Linked DNA regions of Macaca fascicularis: region 2 is linked to region 1. A link is a contact called in public Hi-C data. All regions are on one chromosome and are shown on one strand. The core of a region is the stretch at or near the end of the contact, and the rest is flanking DNA. Distances in the headings are between cores, read along the strand shown. Region 1 holds the start of ARSG (arylsulfatase G). Region 2 holds the start of WIPI1 (WD repeat domain, phosphoinositide interacting 1).

Evidence for each region. Hi-C and Micro-C count contacts between places; a contact is called where the count stands out from the background.
Region 2: a Hi-C map of liver shows a contact between it and region 1, with 2.1 times the contacts expected there. The contact joins the promoter of WIPI1 here to the promoter of ARSG in region 1.

Annotation. Positions count from the first base shown.
Region 1 is chr16:74,623,386-74,630,632 of T2T-MFA8v1.1, forward strand. It overlaps ARSG (arylsulfatase G), which reads left to right and starts at 2,809. Exons shown (of 14, transcript XR_012426061.1): 1 at 2,809-3,076. AMZ2 (archaelysin family metallopeptidase 2) reads left to right here. Exons shown (of 8, transcript XM_045374518.2): 8 at 1,009-1,341. The coding sequence ends at 1,164.
Region 2 is chr16:74,807,543-74,814,789 of T2T-MFA8v1.1, forward strand. WIPI1 (WD repeat domain, phosphoinositide interacting 1) reads right to left here and starts at 4,257. Exons shown (of 13, transcript XR_012426063.1): 1 at 4,111-4,257. LOC135967890 (a long non-coding RNA gene) reads left to right here and starts at 6,071. Exons shown (of 4, transcript XR_010582189.1): 1 at 6,071-6,281; 2 at 6,437-6,535; 3 at 7,181-7,247.

The DNA of each region.
Region 1 (7,247 bases), core at 1,559-4,058:
AGTGCTGGGATTACGGGCGTGAGCCACCACGCCCGGCCAAAGTTCATTTTTTAAACCCTATAAGTGTGTGGACAAGATTTATCTTTCCAATATGGGACAGAGGTATGATGTTCATTAGGAGGAAAAAATGATTTTCTTTAAAAAGGAAGAAGGAAAGTACCTAATCTGAGTATGCGTGTGTGTGTGCCCACACATGCCTACAAACATCAATATACATTCATGTGGCTACTCATGGATGTGACTGCGCATTCAGGTGACTGCACAGAAATGTCTACACACGTGTTTTCACATACATATGTCTATCCATCCCTATGTGTACACTTATATATGTATATACGTACATGTCAAATTAATACAATGCCGGCCGGGCGCGGTGGCTCATGCCTGTAATCCCTGCACTTTGGGAGGCAGAGGCGGGCAGATCACGAGGTCAGGAGATTGAGACCATCCTGGCTAACACGGTTAAACCCTGTCTCTACTAAAAATACAAAAAATTAGCTGGGCGTGGTGGCGGGCGCCTGTAGTCCCAGCTACTCGGGAGGCCGAGGCAGGAGAATGGCGTGAACCTGGGAGGTGGAGCTTGTAGTGAGCCGAGATTTCACCACTGCGCTCCAGCCTACAGCCTGGGCGACAGAGCAAGACTCCGTCTCAAAAAAAAAAAAAAAAAAAAAAACCAAAAAATTAATATAATGCCTTGTGGAATATTTAGCAAGTTGAGAAAAAATAACATCCTATCATGCTAGTAACAAAGTGTAAGAATGAGTATATTTCTTTTTCATCTTTTTTCAGTGCATACTTTTGACATCATTTGTAATTCTGTGTATATTTGGTATGCGCCATTTCACTCGGTATATCATAAGCATTATTTCATATTCACACCATCATTATCAAATGCAGCATCTTCGTGGGGTAAGATGTCACTCTATGATCTAGAGGCCAATGCTCTTCTCTTGCCTGATAGTATTTTGCTGTGGTTTGTTGAAATGCGCATCTTTCCTGTTTTTCCAGGCACTGGTGAGGTGGATTGATGACGAATCTTCTGGCACACCTGGAGCAACTCCAGAACACAGTCGTGAGGGTAATGGGAATTTACCGAAACCCGTGGAAGCCTTTAAGGAATGGAAAGAGTGGATAATAAAATGCCTGGCTGTTCTCCAAAAATAAGGACCTTCAAATAGGAGTGATTGAAATAAATGACTACTTGCATGTTATGCTTTCATTTGGGTGGGATACTTCATCGGAATAAACTACTGATCTTGTGCTGTGTCAGAGTAACACACTAGAACCTTCTTTCAGGTACCTGAATTGAAACTGAATAATAAAAACTCTAGAAACTCTTTATCTTCTTATCTTACTGGCCTGGTCTGTGGCAGCAAGCACTTTATTTCCATTCCGCAAATATGTTTATGTCTCCCAAGAAAGCTGGGACTGGTGGTAACGAGCAAGTAAATAACTTGAAAAAGAACGGTAGATATCCCAAGGAACCAACCAACATAATTTCCAGGGGGTGATTTTGTTTTTAGAAGAGCTGCTCCCCTCTGTTAGGCCCAGCCAAGTCACATTTTTGGACGTCTGTGGGCTCTGATCGTCACCACAGCCCTCCTCTTCCGAGAGACTTCCTTACTCTCTGGAGTGCATTACCTCATTTTTTTCTCTTGCTGGTTGTCACCTTATCCCTGAAAGAATGAACAGCTTGTATCAGTTTTTAGCCGCTTAAAATATGACCTCTCAGGAATATTTGTAAGTGAAAATAACAATGGTCCTTACACTACCACAACATTTGGTGGTGGGAGTTCTGTTGCAGTTCTGAGCTATAACATAGTCATTTATTTATGAGGGATCTTACAAATAGTGTGTAATGGTATTTATATTTGTGAGTGTTGCACTTTTTCTATAGATTTAGAGCAACTTTCAGGTTTATTTCAGTAATAATGTCTTTCTCACCTTCTTACGTTGTGAAGTGTTTACTTGAGTCAGGGAGAGAGTTTAATGGGGTTATCTGTCGGGGTGCCATGAATGCTGATGAGGACCTGCAGAGCGTGAACGTCAGCCCCATTGCTATGGGGGTGGAGGTGGAAAACCTCAGACTTGACAAATCACCTCTGCTAGATAGATGTATCTTGGAAATCTAGAAATTACAGTGAATATGGAATGCCAGTGAGCAGACAGCATTTCCCACTTTCCTATCTTACCTTGAGGGTAAGACTTGAGATATATATATATATGTATAAATTTGAAACCTAGATTCTTCATTGTTTGATGTTTGCAGTATGATGTAAGGCACATTTTATATCTGAGTCAGTGGTTTCCCTTGGATTCATTCTCCTACTTGATTGAACCCATTTAAGTCATTTTAGAAAATGGTGATTTGCTATTAAAATTAACTGGAGAGAATACTGAATGCTGAATGAACAAAGTATTGAGCTAATAAAAAGAATTAATAATTTTCTACTGTCTAAATACTCTTAGAAATTAGTGAATTTGGAATGCTGTTCATTTTTGTCGTAGATCCTGATCCCAGTCACCTGTGGAGTTGGTATCTTTCCGGTCAAGAGGTTTTTCAGGCCTCAGACTTTTAATGGTGAGGGTTAAATAGAAGAATTTGGCGAGGATTACCCGTCCGTTCTTGTTTAGCTTGCTTTTTGAAACACACATTCCCCTGATATGAATAATTTACATTTCAAGCCCTAAGAGGGACAGAAGGACGCGTTACTCCCTCTTGGGAGCGGGAGTGCTAAAATCCAAGCAGGCAGCTGCGGGACCGCTATAGCCGGCCCTGCGCTCGGGCCCTTCCCGGGCAGGAAGCGCGTCGCTGTCCCCGGCTGCGCCCAGGCGGGTGCGGGCGCGCGGGCTCAGCAGCTGCGAACGGCCGGCGCACCGCCTGTTTCCACGCCCGGGGACTTCCCCCGGCGGGGCTCAGAAGTGTGGGGTGGGTCGCTTGGCCTCCCTTGGCGTCAGCGACCCAGGGTAACCTCCTCCACTGCCGCCCGCCGTGCAGGCCTGCCTGGGGGAGAGCCACGTGTGCCGCGCTCTGGGCATGGCCTTGGAAAGTCAGGACCGCCACGGCAGCAGAGCAGTGAGTGGAATCAACTTCCCAGTAGAGTATTTAAAAAATGCTTCATTGAAGAGTTTGAATCTCAGTCACTTTCTAGATTCTGATATCTAGAGTAGCGCCGTCCAATGGAAATATAATACAAGCCACATATGTATGCTGAATTTTTCTAGTAGTCGTATTAGCAAATGCATAAAGAAGCGAGTGGAGTTAATTTTAATAGTATATTCTGTTTAATCCAGTGCATCCAAAATATTATTTCAATCAATATCAATATCAATGCTGAATATTTTATATCCCTTTTTTTTTTTTTTTTGGTACCGTCTTCAAATTCCCGTGTGTATGTTACACTTACAGTACATCTTACTTCCAACTGGGCACATTTTCAAGTGCCCAACAGCCCCATGTGGCTTGTGGCTACTGTATTGGACGGTGCAGCTCTAGACCAGTACCCAACTCTAGTGTACCTGGAAAAATGTACCCATGATACTGAGTTGCTAGGAGAGGAAGGCTTATTTCAGGAAAAGGTCATGCAAGTCTTCTGTCGGTACAGCCAGTGCTGACATTCAAGCTGAAAGGGCATAGACACTGTAAAGGCCTCTGGCTTTGCTATTAACTTGTTTCTTTAAAAGCTTGATACTATTCTCTGTTGCAGCTTGTTTCTTACCCTCCCCCCTTCATTTTCAAGGGCCTGGTATTGTCTTCAAATGCATTTCCATTTTTGGAAAGCAGAGTCGTAAAGCATTAATAATGTGGAGATTGTTTAGTCCATTTCATGCATGAGGACGCAAGCCTGCAGCAAGCCGAGTAAACTTGCTTGTTGTTTAACCAATGGCAAAAATGGAATCAGATCCCAAGTCTCCCTAATGTTGAATTATTTGTTGTTTTCACTGTGCTACATGACCTCATTGAAGTAAAATATCACCAGCCAGAACCTAACCATTTTCCCCCCAGATTGTTTACAAGGGGTTATACACGATTGAACTTTCAATTTCTTTTCTGTTCAAGTAGAGCCATCTGGGATCGCTCAAAGTTGGAGAAATCAGTCTATGTACTTCTGCCTTAGTGCCAAAAAAGAGACGTGCAATATTTATTTATTTTTGAAATAGGGTCTTGCTCTGTTGCCCAGGCTGGAGTGCAGTGGCATGATCACGGCTCACTGGAGCCTCGACCTCCCGGGCTCAAGTGATCCCTCCACCTCAGCCTCTCAAGTAGCTGGGATTACAGGTGTGCACCACCATGCCCAGTGTATTTTTATTTTATTTTATTTTTTAGAGTTGGAGTTTTTTTCCACATTGCCCAGGCTGGTCTGGAACTCCTGAGCTCAAGCAATCTGCCTGCCTTGGCCTCCCAAAGTGCTGGGATTACTGATGTGAGCCACCATGCCCAGCCAATAGTTGCAATATTTAGTAAAGCTCTTGTGACTAGTTGAGGCATTAAAAGAAAGCATTATGGAAAAAAAAAAAAGTCTATTGGAAAATAGTTAAAATCTATTGGGGCAATATGTTCAAACTCACAGACCTCCATACTTAACCCAGTATTGATTTAATCCCACTCTTTTCTTTAGTGTCGGCTCATGGATCAGTTTTTTCTTCTTTACAGCTGACCCACCTGTATAGTACACTACTACTGGGCAGTCTGAGACCCATCCAGCCTCGGATGCTGAACCGGTGGGTTCTGAGCACGATGCTTTCAGTGTCCTGTGGTTCTCCAGCTGTTTCATAGCAGCACAGACTCTCCTGAGCTGTAACTGTCAATAGATATCATTTTTTTCTCTTGTGTGACTAAAGGGAAAAAAAGTCTGTAACTCATTCATTCATTCATGTATTTTTTCATTCAACAATATTCATGGAGCACCGCCTACTGGGTGCCAGGCCCTGCTCAGAGCCTTGGGAATATAGCAATGAACAAAGAACTCCTGCCCTAATACACTAGTGGATGAGACAGAGAGTCAAGGAATAAACAGATGCTTTATTTTATTTTATTTTATTTTATTTTATTTTATTTTATTTTATTTTATTTATTTTTTTGAGATAGAGTCTTGCCGTGTCACCCACGCTGGAGTGCAGTGGTGTGATCTTGGCTCACTATATCCTCTGCCTCCTGGGCTCAAGTGGTCCTCCCACCTCCGCTTCCCAAGTAGCTGAGACTACAGGCACGTGCCACCACGCCTAACTAATTTTTGTATCTTGTAGAGAGGGGTTTTACCATGTTGACCAGGCTGGTCTCAAACTCCTGGGCTCAAGCAATCTGCCCACCTTAGCCTCTCAAAGTGGATGCTGTTATAACCTAATGTCAAAGTAAACGGATAGAAACAAGTACCATTCTGAACAGGATAGACAGGAATGCCTCCTTAGGGAGGTGGCATTTGGAAGTGATCAAACTGAAGGGTCACATTGCATACACATCTCAGGGAAGGGAGTACCAAGCAAAGGGAACCACAAATGCTAAGGCCTGAAGCTTGCAACAATAAGAACAATTCCAGAAACAGTAAGAGAAGCTGGGCGTGGTGGCTCACACCTGTAATCCCAGCACTTTGGGAGGCCGAAGCAGGTAGATCACCTGAGGTCAGGAGTTCGAGACCAGCCTGGTAAATATGGCGAAACCCCATCTCTACTAAAAATACAAAAAAAAAAAAAAATTAGCAGATGTGGTGGCGGGTGCCTGTAATCTCAGCTAATCGGGAGACTGAGGCAGGAGAATCGCTTGAACCTGAAGGCAGAGGTTTCACTGAGGTGAGACTGTGCCATTGTACTCCAGCCTGGGTAACAAGAGGAAAACTCTATCTAAAAAAAAAAAAAAAAAAAATTCACGCCTGAATTCCCAGCACTTTGGGAGGCCAAGGTGGCAGATCATGATGTCAGGAAATCAAGACCATCCTGGCTAACACGGTGAAACCCCATGTCTACTAACAATACAAAAATTAGCCGGGTGTGGTAATGGGCACCTGTAGTCCCAGCTACTTGGGAGACTGAGGCAGGAGAATCACTTGAACCTGGGAGGCGGAGGTTGCAATGAGCCTAGATCGCACCACTGCATTCCAGCCTGGGCAATAGAGCGAGACTCCCCGCCAAAAAAAAAAAAAAAAATAAAGGGCCAGTGAGGCTAGTGTAGCAGGAGCAGAGGGAAAAGGAATAGCATCCATTAGGCAGTTCACGCAGGGCCCACGGCTAAGGATTTATATCAGACTTGTGCTGTAAGAGGATTACTCTGGCTGCTGTATGGAAAATTAAGGTGGGGGTGGCGTGTTGCAAGAGTGGAAGCAGGCAGGCCAGCTAGAAGACTACTGTGATAATCCAGCTAAGATGATATTGGCTTGGATCAAGGGTCCTGGTGCAGTTGGCAGAAGCAGTCAGCTCCTGGATATATTTAGAAAGGAGAGCCGACTGGATGTGTGGAGGAGTGGGTTTGAGGAGGAGGATCCAGAGTTCTGCTGAGGACACTTTAAGTTGAAGATGCCTAGTTTTATATGCATGCCCTGCTGTGCGGGCAGATGTAAATCAGGAGCTCAGGGACAAAGTTGGGACTAAGAATGGGAGGTGCCGGTGCAGAGAAGGTGTTTAAAGTTTTGGTCGAATTCTAGGGTGTATAAGTTGTTAGGGAAGTGAGTGTGCTTGTTCTTGAGTTGCTGGAAAGGCGTATAAATGACACAAATACATGGTCACAATATGTATTTTCTCAGTAATATTTGGGGAAATGTTCTGGGCATCAGGTTTCCCGTCTAATTTTCCCTGTAGGAAGCGGATAGTCATTGAAGTAATTTGATTTGGGTGTGAGTTGTTACATGGAAAGCGAAGTTCTAAGTTCTCTTTCCGCTTTTCTTGTTCTGCACCTTTAGAGAGTCATTACGAGAACTGAACACTAGGGGGACCCAGTTTCCTTACTTATGCAACGGGGGCTGGCCCAGCTCTGGGCTCTGGTCACCCTCACTTAGGACACATGCCATATAAACACAAATCTGAAAACAAGGGCAGCGTCTCTTTTCTCAATGCAATGTGTACTTATAGCAGTGATCATTTTTGCGTGTAACATGTCTGAATTCCTTAAATAGGTCATTTTAAGTAATGTGCATAACCATTAAAATTTTTCTTTTCTTTTTTTTTTTTGAGACGGAGTCTCGCTCTGTCGCCCAGGCTGGAGTGCAGTGGCGCTCACTGCAAGCTCCGCCTCCCGGGTTCACGCCATTCTCCTGCCT
Region 2 (7,247 bases), core at 3,007-5,506, 190 kb after region 1:
GGCAGATAATAGGAAAACTGGAATGTTTAAGAATATTCATAATAGCTCAAAACTCTACCTCCAACACAACAAAGGGGTCTTCTTGTTGTCTGAGAGGCACTTTACCAGATAAATCATTTTTTCTTTCCTTCATAACTTTGTTTGTTGCTTATAAGAAGAAATACTCCTTCCTTCCTTCCCTCCCTCCTTCCTTCCTTCCTTCCTTCCTTCCTTCCTTCCTTCCTTTTTCTCTCTCTCTTTCTCGCTTTCTCTCTTTCTTTCTTTTTTTGAGATGGAGTCTCGCTCTGTCACCCGGGCTAGAGTACAGTGGCGCCATCACGGCTCACTACAACCTCTGCCTCCTGGGTTCAAGCAATTCTTCTGCCTTAGCCTCCCAAGCAGTGAGGATCACAGGCATGCACCACCACGCCTGGCTAATTTTTGTATTTTTAGTAGAGACAGAGTTTCACCATGTTGACTAGGCTGATCTCAAACTCCTGGCCTCAAGTAATCCACCTGCCTCGGCCTCCCAAAGTGCTGAGATTACAGGCGTGAGCCACCGCGCCTGGCCTAAGAAACACTTTCACAGTAGGCATAGTAGGTCATTAGTAGGTAAAATTTAATAGATTCTTCCTTTCATCAGTTTCCAGAAAAATGTCCCGATACTTTATACAAGTAGCTCTCACACCTGGATGTACACTAAACTCAGCTGGGAAGTTTAATTGGATTTTCTTTTAAGTTCAAGTACTCTAATAAGCAGCCAAAGTTGGAGAACTCTGCTTTCTACTATGTCCTACAAAGCAATCATCACAACCAACCAACAAACAAAATAAAAACTAAACATTTATCTGGGACAAAGTGCCTTTTTAAAAAATCAGGTTTTCTTAATTTTTCATTTTTCAATGAGGAGATAAGATAGGACATGAATCCAGATTTTCTTGGCCTTGTGTTGAAAGTAAACATCAAAGTCGACTTTGTTCAGCAGCTGGGAATCCCCACCCAGCTCTTTCCAGCTGCGCCCTCCGCACCTAAGTGATGAACAGAATCTGACCTGGAGCACACTCACAGCAGTGTGCTCTGGAAGCCAAGGTGAGATTCACTCTTTACAGGGAAGCATATACTAAAATAAGCAACTTACTACTACAAGCCTGGATGGCCAAGGCTCTTGTTTCACTAGCCTAAAAAAGAGAAGGTCACATGATTTTCCCTGGAATTTTTTTTTCCCTACCCAAACACTTGTTCTTCCCTGGGACACAGGGATAGGGCAACTACAGTAAACTTTTAATCCACAAGGTAGCTGGTGACGGCTCGCAGACCTCCAGCCTGCTAAGTAGCTAAACTGGTGGGTTAGACATTTGCAGCTGTGCACTTAGAATTGGCATTTAGTTCCCAGACTGAGGTATTCATGATGCCAAACAACAACTGGAAAAGTAAGCCCAGAGCATCTTAAAACTTCAAAAAGTATTTTGTAGTGATTATTGTTTTTAAACTTTCTTCACATAAACTTTTTCACATAAATATAGATGTGTTTGGCTGCAAATTGAGGTTTGTAAAGTTTGCAAGTAAGGAAAGAAATACTGTAACTAGAGTTTTATAATAGTAATGCAAAGTGGCAGCAATTTAAAGTAATTTTCAAACATAAGCCCTGCTCCTGGACCAGAAGAATTCTACATATGAGAAAATTGCAGAGTGATGTTTTATGTGATATTTTAGATGATTGATCAATGGCCACGAAAGACTCTGAATCAAGAAATTTAGACTTAGACCTTATTTCGTCCATAAAGTCTTTCTGTAGAAACAAAATTCTAATCACCACTCACGGAAACAGAGCTGGGGACAATATTTATCACTAATCAAATGTAAAATGTACCCAAAGTAGGCTGGGCACAGTGGGTCACACCTGTAATCCCGGCATTTTGGGAGGCTGAGGTGGGTGGATCACTTGAGGTCAGGAGTTCGAGACCAACCTGGGCAATAGCGCAAAATTCCATCTCTACTAAAAAAACAAAAAATTAGCTGGGCGTAGTGGTACACGTTTATAATCCTAGCTACTCGGGAGGCTGAGATGGGAGAATCGCTTGAACCCTGGGAGGCAGAGGCAGCACTGAGCCAAGATCACAACCACTGCACTCCAGCCTGGGTGACAAAGCAAGACTCTGTCCAAAAAAAAAAAAAAAAAAAAGTACCCAAAGTGTATAGCATGGTACCAAGCACGAAGTATAAGCATAGGGGACTGGTAAGCGTTTGCTGTTTTCACCTACCTTCTTTGGAAATACTGGATCCCAAATTCAGCCTGCATTTATAGAAAAAGACATGGCAATATACCTAAATATATTCAGGTGAATTGACTTATTTTAAAATCCAATGTCATACCCTCTGTGGCTCAAAGCAACTGACTGTGACAAGAACTTTTATTTATAGGCAAGGCAAAGCTGCCCAGCAGAGCCTCCATCCAAGAAAATAAAACTAACAGTAGGGAGTAAGGAAATTAACTTTCAAAGCACCCTACAGTTTTGATAATAACATTCAATTGCTATAGAAAGCTGGGACTTTGCATTATTTAATGACTAGAATATAAATTAACACCCTTTTTTTTTTTTTCCAAATCTAATAATGTTACAAAGCAGAATTTAGAACATTTACTACTTATAAGCAAACTAACCCCCCTTCTTAACTTGTGTTCAATTGGGAAGGAAAACATCACCCAGGCATTTCAACAGCCATGCCCTCTTGCAAAATGTTTCTTACAAAACATCAGGATTTTATCTATACCAGCACTTTTATAAACGGCAGGTCTCAACTCATGAGTGGATCCTAAAACGCAATTCAGTGAGTCACAAGCAGCTTAGAAAAAAACGACATAGAAAATTTGCACATGATATTTTGTGAATAGTGTATGTGTTATGGGTATTGGGTGATGTTGCAATATGTATTTCTTATTGCGGATTGTGGTCAAGAAAAACTTGAAAGTCACTCAAATAACCAAGCTGTAGAGCTACTCGATTACATGATTACACATATGGTTTTTTCAAACAAAGGCATATTGTTCAGCACCGGTGTTTTTAAACAGAAACACAAAGGGAATGGAAGCCAGGGTGGCTAATGGTACATAATGGCCTTAATTACACTACTGAAGGATCAATATTAGCATAGCTCAGTCACCAGCAGCCAAGGCACAGAAACTGGTACAGCAGGAAGTGGGAAACTGGGAATCGGTCATCCCCGCCTGATGCTCTGGGTGCACATTCCAAAAAGATGATTCCATATGGTCCCCAGGGCTGGCTTCCATGAAAATAGGGAAAGAAACACGCGTTTGCCTGTAAGTCACAGAATCCTGCAGATGCCTGAAACACACTTCAAGTCCCAGCTCCCTCCCAAAGCCCAAATGTGAACATCAAAGTAAAACATTAAACATCCACTCAAAAACAACAGGGTGGAGCTCCTGTTTCCTGGAGAGAAAGCAGTCTGCGCCCGGGAAAGGAGTCTTGGACTCCGAGAAGGAGATCCTGCCTGGCTGGGTGGGCGATGTGAAAACAGCCAAAGAAATCCAAAGATTTCTTCCATCCAGAGCGGGCAGGCACGATGCCCTGCGCTGGGGATGGGGCAGGGGCTGGCCTGGCCGCAGGGATAGGCTGCCTCTTCGCTTGAGGCCCTGCCCAGATGCCACGTTGAGATGCTCAAGGACAAATGGGAAAGTTTTTCCAGTACTCTCATCTTCCTGGGCCCCAACTACAGAGTCCTGGATCAACTTGCAACTTCCTCTCCTTTCTCATCTTTTTGTGGCCACCGTCTCTCTTCCCCAGACACCCACTTTGGTCACTGGCTTTCCCACTGCCCTGCTCCCCCCATATTTCGTGGCCCCCGCTGCCCCACCACTCCCTTTGCGAACTCCCTGCTTTCACCCCTGGCCCAACCTTCTGGCTCTCGGAGGACACTGGGAGTGGGGTGGGGTGGGGCAAACCCCACTGCAGGCGTAAGGGGATAACAAGATCCCAACGCGTCCGAAGCAGCCACCGGCCCTCCCGCCGAGGCTGCCTCGAGGCGCAGGCCACAAGTTGCGCTCAGGACGACACCCCTGGGTCCTGACACTCTGTCCCCCACCTCCCTGGCAGGGGCCGCGTCGCGACTTACGTGCAGTCCTGGTTGAAAGAGAAGCAGCTGAGCGCCGACTCGACCCCACCCGGGGGAGCGTCCGCGGCCTCGGCCTCCATCGGGGGCTCGGCCCGGGAAGCCGCAGCTCGGAGCCGGCGACAGCCACCTCAGCAGCCCGCCCGCGCCGGCTCCACGGGCCGGGTCGCCGGTCCTGCCCCGCCCCGTCCCCGCCCCGTCCCCGGCCTCGCTCCGCCCCTCCTTGCCTCTCGAGCGGGTCCCGAGGACCAGAGCACCTGACAGGGCGGGCCCCCTGCCTCCGGTCACCATTGGCCACGAGCCCAAGCCGCGGCGGGCGGACACCGCCTCCTTGGCCAATCCGTGACGGCTGTGGGCGGATCCACCCTGGCGACCCGCCCCTGGCTTCGTAACGCGGCTTTCCATTGGACAAAGGCGCGTGACGCAAAGGCAGCAGGCCCACGTGGTGGTGTTTTCATTGCCGGAGCCGCCCAGCTGGGAGGGAGAGGGAAGAATGAATGCGGCTGGAGCCAGACCTGCTGGTTTCAGTCCGGCAACTGCGTCCGGGCCACCGCAAGCGGGGCAGGAGGACGCGCTAGTTCACACCCCGCCCAGACCCCTTGACATGTGTAACTCTGCCTGTTAAACTTACAGAGTTTAGCAGAGAGGGTTAGACTCCAAAGCCCCACCCTTTTGTAGAGTCCTCAAGCTGCATTGAGAGAAGCTCCTGAAATGGGGCTGCCTCAGCCAGAGAGATAGCAAGTTATCTTATCCATTGCCGAGCGGTTGAGAACCTCACTACTTGCCAAGCGCCATACTATGTATGTCATCTTGTTGAATTCTTATAAAACTTGTGTGGAAAATATGATTGTGCTCAATATACAGAAGAGGCAACTGAAGCTCCAAAGCTACACAATTTGTCTAAAGTAACAATAAATGGTAGAATGTGTATTTGCTTTCAAGACCTGTGCACTAAATAACTGCTAAACAGTTATTTGGCAAGACCTATCCGATCCGTAGCTGAAAAGAAAATGAAAGAGTGTGTAGGGCAGTGTAGTTTATGAAAGGGGTAAAGTCTGGAAGACGTAGCACAATTCGAAACTCACATAATTCGAGATAAACCTTGACAAAGGATCTCTTTTTTCAAGCTAAGTACTGTACATATTTCCATGTGGAATTATTGTCAATACGGTTTATGAATCAGGCGCTCTGCCAGCTTTGGATTGTATAATTGCTGATGGATTTTTAATTCATCGTTTTCAAATTTTGAGATGATATTTTAATTATTGTTATATGACAGTGTCTCAAATCAGCATAATTCAAATTTATTAGGTTGGTGCAAAAGTAATTGCGATTTTTCCCATTTCCCACTTTTAATACCTAGTTTATGACAAAGCCATATATATATATATGTATATATTTTAATCTTGGACCTAGAATAGATGAGCAAAGGGCACTGTTTCACCTAAACCTTTCTGGTTGGATTTCCGGTTTGTGTTTTCTGAGATGCAAATGTAACAGTTTCTTTTCTCAACTTTATTTTTTTTCTCTCCACTGATGTAAAAAATAGTTCAGCTCATAGACTCAGAGATGTTACTGCTCTTTGGCTGATTGTGAGGTGTTGTATAAACTCTCAGAAGTGAATGGAACTGCTGTTTAGATACTTTGTGCCATTTTTGTAACCTCTCAGATCAAAGCTGCTTCCCCCCCACCTTCCAGCTCTGTCAAACGCTGCAGTCATTTCTGTCCTGGTTAGAAAACCTAGAATCTGGCATGCGAGGTGCTAAATTGTTTGGAGAATTACATGAAGCGTACCATAAAGTTTTTAAAGTGTAAGCTGTTATTATCAGTTTGTTATTAAGAGTCTGCACTTTATGGGGTAGATGTGGGAGCTGGTGTTAGTTTTTGAGCAGGAGTGTTTCGTGATAAAAGCAGTGTCTTTGTCAGATAAAGTTGGCCAGGGTGTGCAGAACAAATTAGAAGTGGGAAAATACCTAGAAGTCTTTAGGGGACTAATGTGAAATTCTGGAAGTAAAGGGACAGGAGAGACTAGGCTAAAGTGATGAAAACAAGGCCAGAAAATTAGACCAAATCATGGAGTTGTTTTCAGGCAGTGCTGACCAATAGATAAAATGAGCCCCAAATGTGAACTCCACATGTAAATTTCAATTTTTCCAGAAGATACATTTAAGAAGGTAAAAAGAAATAGGCAAATTAATTTGAATAATATCATTTATTTAATCTAATATATCCAAAATATCATTTCAATATAAAGATAATCAATATAAAGTTACTGATCAGTTAATTCAGGTTTTAATTTTCTTTCTTTCTTTTTTTTTTTTTGAGACAGAGTCTCGCTCTGTCACCAGGCTCACTGCAACCTCTGCCTCCCGGGTTCAAGCGATTCTCCTGCCTCAGCCTCCTGAGCAGCTGAGACTACAGGCTACAGGTGGGTTCAAGCCATTCTCCTGCCTTAGTCTCCTGAGCAGCTGGGACTACAGGTGCCCGCCACCATGCCCAGCTAATTTTTGTATTTTTAGTACAGATGAGATTTCACCATATTGGCCAGGCTGATCTCAAACTCCTGACCTCGTGATCCACCTGCCTCGGCCTCCCAAAGTGCTGGGATTACAGGCATGAGCCACCATGCCTGGCCTTAGATTTTAATGTTTTTAGAACTAAATATTGAAAATCTGGTGTGTGTTTTTTACTTATAGCATATCTCAGTTCTCATGAGCCACATGTTAAGTGTTCATGTAGCTGGTGGCTACTTTATTCTCAGTAGACTCTCGAGGGACTAAATGACAGGCATGGCAACTAATGGGGAAGGGGAAGGGGCAGGGAAGAAGAGGGAAGAGTCAAAGCTGGTTTCGTGGTTGGGAAGGGGAAGCCTGTTGAGTTGCTTTTAGAAACTAGATCTTCAGTCAAGTAATGAGGAAGATTTATTTCATTTCAGGCACTTTTCATTAGCAGCAGAACTGCATGCTTACTGGAATTAAGGTTTGGATGTAGAGATGTGGCCATGGGAGAAAAATGGTCACCTTCCCAGCCCCAACCTTCCTGTGAACGATCCCCCTTATATGTTTCTTTCCAGGCTAATGGTCCATTATGCCACCAGCCATGTGGAAATAACGTCCCAGGGCTGCCTCATCTGACTTCCT